Linked DNA regions of Sus scrofa: region 1 is linked to region 2. Evidence: chromatin contacts called from public Hi-C data. All regions are on one chromosome and are shown on one strand. The core of a region is the stretch at or near the end of the contact, and the rest is flanking DNA. Distances in the headings are between cores, read along the strand shown. Region 1 has its middle 92 kb from the start of RBFOX2. Region 2 has its middle 200 kb from the start of RBFOX2.

Region 1 (3,093 bases), core at 262-2,761, 110 kb before region 2:
CAGATACTGACTCACAGACTTTGAAAAACGTATGGTTTCCAAAGGAGACAGTTCGGGGGGTGGAGGGATGCTCTGGGGTTGTGGGATGGAAATCCTATAAAACTGAATTGTGACAATCATTGTACAACTATAAATGTAATAAATTCATTGAGTAATAAAATAAATAAATAAATAAATGTGGGGGGGGGGACAAAGTAAATAAAGGCCCTGAAAGTGCAAGAACGTGGACAAAAATAAAATCCATTCTAGGGATTAAAAAAAAAAAAGATAACTAGTTAGAAAAAAAGAAATTAAGAATTCTCAAGAAGAAAGAAAATACTTTTGGGGAAAAAAAAAAAAACTCTTAGGTCATCTAAACTCTATCCTCTAAATTAAAATTAAGGTTGCCACTCAAATCTAAATCTCTAGTCGTCTGTCCTATCTGTCAACTTAAACATCTTTGATATTCCCATTTTGTGGGGATAATGTGAACACATCCATGTCATAGCTTTTCAACAGAAAAACTTTTTAAGGAGCCACTGACCAGCATTTTAGAAATCAGGTGAAGTTTGATACTGTGGTATTTTTTTTCTTTATATTAAAATACAAAATGGTAATAGGAAGGTTTATTTCATTCCTCATGGGCATGTTCTTGACAATCCCAGGAAGGCAATGCTCTCTAATCTAAACAACAAATCATAATCACAACCATAGTCCAAGGTGCTGCTGGCACGCAAACATAAATTAATAAAATACAAAAGATAAACTATAGTCCATAAGCTATTTTAACAAACAAAATAGGAAAAAAAACTTGATAAAAATTGTGAGTCAAGGGACCTCCAGGTCATATGAAGACTTCTTACGCTGTTACATTCTCCAAAGATGCCGTAATATCTTATCTTGCCACACAGGAAAGAGGACATCCCCATCCAGGGCGGAGAAAACACTGACAGAATGAGAAAGAGAAATACAGGACTGGGAGGCTGAAACCCAGGGTTCAAGTTTAACTCTGCCATCAACTATGTGACATGGGGAAATTCATTTGAGAATCTCTGCTTTGGTTTTTCTTAGCTACAAAATAGGGATCATAGCTGTTGTGAAGATGAAAACCCTAAATATACATGAGAGCATACACTATAAACTGCAAAGTTCTCCACAAACATAAGTTTTCATAATTTACTAACATTCCCAGTTCCATAGCAGACTCAACATCTGAACCCAACTACGAGTCGGTGCCCTCGTGGCAACCATGGATGGCAACACTCCACTCTCCACCCCCACAGGCCCGGTGACAGCACTGCACAGGGCCATACCCCAAACCTGATCACACCCTTAAGGGGATATTCATGGTAGGATGACGATACAGCCCATTCAGCAAGGTCTGCCTGGGACTGTTTCAACATTAGCATTGCTCTTCACTCTCCAACGTGCCCCAATTTGAATGATAAACTATATAGTCACTCTAATTACAGTGAACATAAAGTTGTGGCACCAAGAGGTGACAGACAAGGGGCTAGCTTTAGGACTCCCCCGGTACTTTTCAGGAGCCCCCTGAAATCCATCCCAAATAAATAAATAATACTAGCAAAAACAGTAATTAAGCTTGCCATGCAGAACTAAGGCCCCTTCTGATCAGACTGCTGCTTCCAAGTCCTTCCTGAATAAAAACTCTGGAGCTAGTGCACACATAATCTCTCATTTAGGACATATTACAAACCCACAAAATATGCCAGCCTTAATCAACACTTGAGAACTCTATCATAAGAATGTGCTCCTAGACATAAATCACAAAGAAACAGACAGCTAGGAATCTAAACCACTGACTGCATTGTATCACCAACCTAAAATCCTGCACGGCCTGAGATAAAACATTCAGCTTTTCGGAGCTGGTTTTCATTTCTGTTCATCTGGAACAATGTTTGTCTCCTCCACTTCCACGACCACATTAGCAAGCACAGTGAAGTGCTGGAGTGCTTAATAAAAGCGACGGACGGCCAGCCCATAAAGCCAGCTAACTGACTGGGAAAGTAGGCTGGGGCGACCTTGAATTAAAAAGCAAAACCTCTACAAGGCAGCAGGTCCATTTTTGCCCCTCCTTTCCTTTGCAGGTTTTAAATCAAATGCGTTACCAAAGGCTTATGTAACAGGATGAAAAGGGTCACTGTAACAGTGCAATGCTGGTCCACTTAGTGCCAAGGAACTTAGTTGTTACCGTTCTTAACCAGGGGTCGTGGACTCTGAAACCCAGAGTTGGGCTTCAGGGGATCTAATGATACATCCAGCGAGTGAGCAGTCGTGCTGCACAGAACCACGTTTTTCCTTGGTGATCACTAACCCTCAGTACGGAGGAAAGGGCCCTTAACAAATAGAGGACACGTTTCTGTGCTTATTCAGCTACTACCTATACTGTTACCTTGGATAAGTCACTTTAATCTCTGTGTGCCTATTTTCTTATCTTTCCAAAGGAAATACTTGTCTTTTCTACTTCAAAAGGTGGTGGTGAGGATGAGATGAGAAAATACTGATGCAAGTGCTTTGCAAGAGTCAAAAAATTGTACTTTTTATCTCTTTTACACAGTCTCCATTAGATGCCGATAAAAATCCTGTCCGAGGACGGTGCCTATCTATTTAGCAAGGAACAGCACAAGATAAGGAAAGCAAATAAAGAGCCACGCCATGAAAATCGCCTTCGCCCCACTCCCCGGTTCCTGATTTGCTGGGCCGAACCACTCTGGGGAGATGTGAAGATCACGAGTTCAGTTTCTGCCCAGCTGGGGCCGCTCGGTGACCAGCGCTTCACACTGATAAAGGCCTCCCAAATCTCAGAGCACAAAGTGAGGGTTGGCAAGGTTAGACGCATTAATTAGTAGGACTCATTTGGATTCTGTATTCATCAAACGCAACAAGCGGCTATTCAATATTTGCCTATTTGCACTACTCTAAGGTCTCGAATTCAAAGATCTAGACAGAAAAACAAAATAAAGCCCAAGAAAATAAACTAAAATAAACCTGTCACCATCAGAATGTGCCTCAAAGTAAATTAGCAGTTTTAAACCACAGCAAAAGGGTCTGTATAGGACTACAGCAGAGACAGGATAGGTAGTAACTGTGCAA
Region 2 (3,374 bases), core at 241-2,740:
TATCTAATACAGTAACCATTCAGGTCCAAGATGTGGCTCAGATCCCGCATTGCTGTGGCTCTGGTGTAGGCTGGCGGCTACAGCTCCAATTGGACCCCTAGCCTGGGAACATCCATATGCCGTGGGTGCGGCCCTAAAAAAGACAAAAAGACAAAAAGACAAAAAAAAAAAAAAAGATTGCAAAGAGAATCTAAGGACGAAACATTTGATTAATGCAAGCAAAGAGCAGTCAGCAGCAAATTGGAACAAGAGAAGAGATTTTGTTCTCAAAAGATCCTTCTAGAAGCAATGTGGAAGCCAGGTGAAAGTGGAACCAGGTTGCAGGCAGGTACTCCAGCCAGGGAATGAAACGTGATGAGGAGAGAATAATGAGTGTAGCAACCGGGATGGGAGAGGAAAGGATTTGGAGAAGGAATATTCCAGAAGTAGAAATGTCAGGATGTGCTGATTATCCACCCCTGCCCTACCATTATTCCTACCTCAGCAAGCATCACTTTCATCTGTATTCTTTTTAGTCTTGGCTGATGGTCAAGTGGGCATCAAGCTTAATGTGCCCCAAAATAGACCCGATTTCCGCTACCCCAGACCTGCTTATTTTACAGTTGGGAAAACCAAGGCTCACAGAACTTAAGAACTAACCAGGGTCCTGTGTATAAACAGAAACAAGATCGGTGCCCTGGTCTCAGGTTTGCTTGTTTCTAAAACTTAGGCTCCTTCCCTGACCCCAGCCTCCCTGTCTTCATGCATGGTGGGGGCCTTTGGGGCCCGAGGTGCATGCAGTTTCTGATGAACTCACTGAAAGGCCCATAGGGTCAGGGGACCAGGGGCTGTCTGTTGACCTTCCAGGCAGAGCTGGAATCTGAGGACACCAGTTTGGTCCAAAAGCCCTGGCTGGGGAGTTGGTAAAGGGGAAAATATTTTTAACAAAATCCTAAGAGGTGTTGGTTTTTTTATCCCGATCTTCTGCTATCCCTCCAGTCTGCCCTGGCCAGTGTCAGTCACTGCGGCTCAAATTAAGCCTCATTAACGGAGAGGCAAGGCCTGGTGATCCCCGGGTGATTTAACCACAGAGTCCTTGAAAACATCAGACCCTGGGGACTCACAAGGGCTGCCTTCCAGTCAGACATCACAGAGTGGTCTGCAGAGGCCAAAAGAAGCTACATCAGGAAAAAGGGAGAGAGGCACGATCAATCTAAAGACCTTTTTATTCTGGGACTAAAGTGAGGCGGGCAGAGGTCGAACAAGCCTGGCTCCAAAGAACTCCCAGCCGGGCTAGGAAACGAGACGGTCACGTGACCGGCGTCCCCTCGGCTGTCCATGCAAATGAAACCGCGACCGCAGTATTACCCCGAATCGCAAGCTCTGGAGGTCCCTACCCATTTCATTACTGGGAGCGCCGCGTTTTCCTTGCATTTTCCAAGAACGCGCAGGGGTGCGGACACATGCTGGAGTCGCGGCCCGCGCGCTGCCTGCGGGCGGAGCGCCCCCTAGAGGCCGTCGGCTGCCGGCTCCCTCCCGCTGCGTAAAGAGGTGCTGGGGCTCCGCTCTGCTTAGGAGGCGCGGGAGCCCCGGAAAGCCCGTCCAAACGGTACCTTTTGAATGAGAGGGAGAGGAAACGGCTTCCCTTTGTGTTACCCTCTGAACCATAGTAAAGCGGCCAGGGATCCGAAAGGTTGTTTCCTATCCGTTTCCCCTATTTCTTCCGAGGTGGGATGGGGCGCGGCGCGGGCGGGGGGGGGGGGGGGATGCTGCCAGGAAGGGTTTGAGGGTGAGCGGCCCATGTGCTTCACTGTCTCCTTCTCCAGGCGCTCAGGGCAGGGAAATCTACAGCTCCCTCTGAAAGCTGGAGATCTGAGACCCCAGAGTTCCAGCATCCAGCACGGGGAGGGAGCAGGAGGAGAGACTATTTACTGACCGTTCCCTGTGGGCCACTGTTATAAGCACTTTTCACATATGCCTGCGCCTTTGATCCGCACAGCAACGGTATGAGGCAGATACTGCTATCAGCCCCATTTCACAGTCAGGCTTGGGGAGGTTAAGTGATTGCCCGATGTCCCACAGCTACTGAGGGCAGAGCAGGGTTCAAGTCCAGGCGAGGTGGCCCTGCAGGCCCGCTCTTCCTCACCGGGAGCTGGTTGTGAGGAGGCCCTCTGGCCTGAGGCCCCCACCCCCCGGAGGCTGGCCGGGAGGAACACAGGTTGAAATGATGACCGTTGTGGTCCGATTTATGTCTCAGGGGAGGCTATGGGCTCAGTTGATCAAACACTAGGTGTTGGTGTGAAGTATTTCATAGATAATGATTAATCTACAATCAGTTTACTTTTCGTCTTTTCCTTTGAAGGGCCATATCTGTGGCATATGGAAGCTCCCAGGCTAGGGTTGGAATCAGCGCTGCATCTGAGGCCTAGGCCACAGCCACAGCAACTGCCACATCCACTCGTGTTTGTGACCTGTGCCACAGCTTGCAGCAACACAGGATCCTTAACCCACTGAGGGAGGCCAGGGACGGAACCCGAATCCTCATGGGTACTAGTCAGGTTCTTAACCCGCTGAGCCACAATGGGAACTCCTGGGAAGGCTTTGAGAGCAGAACTGAAGCTTCGTTGAAGAAGAAATTCCACCCATGGACCGCAGTTGCAGCTCATGTTTGAGAGTCCCTGCCTTCCTGACAACCTGCCCTAGAGATTCTGGGCATGCCTACCAGCTCCCACAACTGCATAAATCAATTCCTTGCAATACATCTCTCAATATCCTACTGGTCATGTTTCCCCTGTTGAATCCCGAATGATGCAGTGAACAAAGACCACGTAGAGGCCTGTGAGGATGGGTGATCACACCCCTCCCTAGGACATGCTTCAGGGGGCGTCCCCTCCAATGGCTAGCTGCCATCCTGGGGACAGCTGGAAAATCCCCAATGGAATGAGATAAGAAATTTAGCTCAGATATTGAAAAAGGAAGGAAGAGACATTTTTGCACTCCCAAGTGTATGGGCCAAGTAGATCCACACCTGTTACACCATTGAAACACCCTGTAGCTACTTCAGGGTGCCAGAAAGGAACAGGGAGACAATCGTTTTCTATAATACTATTCCTAACCCAACCTGAGAGTATAACTAAGCGTAGCAACTACGTTGTGGTAAGAGAGTATTGTGTGGCCAGTGTTGCGTTTTACTTACATTATCTAACTTACTGCTTACAACAACTTTATGGAGGAGAGATGGTTTTGAGCTCCATCTGCAATAGAGGCACTGAGACCTGGAAAGATGAAATGATCGCCCCAGTGTTTCATAGCTGGTGAGTGAGAATCAGGGTCCAAGACCCAGCCGGAGCTCCCTGGTGGCCTAGGGGTTAAGGACTCAGCATTGTCACTGCTGT

The links. Hi-C and Micro-C count contacts between places; a contact is called where the count stands out from the background.
Region 1: a Hi-C map of retroperitoneal adipose tissue shows a contact between it and region 2, with 2.6 times the contacts expected there. A contact is called at or near these places in 22 of 47 Hi-C or Micro-C datasets (adipocytes, adipose tissue, alveolar macrophages and 12 more) and 1 of 2 datasets of targeted methods (skeletal muscle).

Annotation. Positions count from the first base shown.
Region 1 is chr5:11,715,814-11,718,906 of Sscrofa11.1, reverse strand. It overlaps a transcript of RBFOX2 not described here. Among named protein-coding and RNA genes, the nearest start is that of RBFOX2, 92 kb to the left of the region's middle.
Region 2 is chr5:11,602,832-11,606,205 of Sscrofa11.1, reverse strand. No RefSeq gene overlaps it. Among named protein-coding and RNA genes, the nearest start is that of RBFOX2, 200 kb to the left of the region's middle.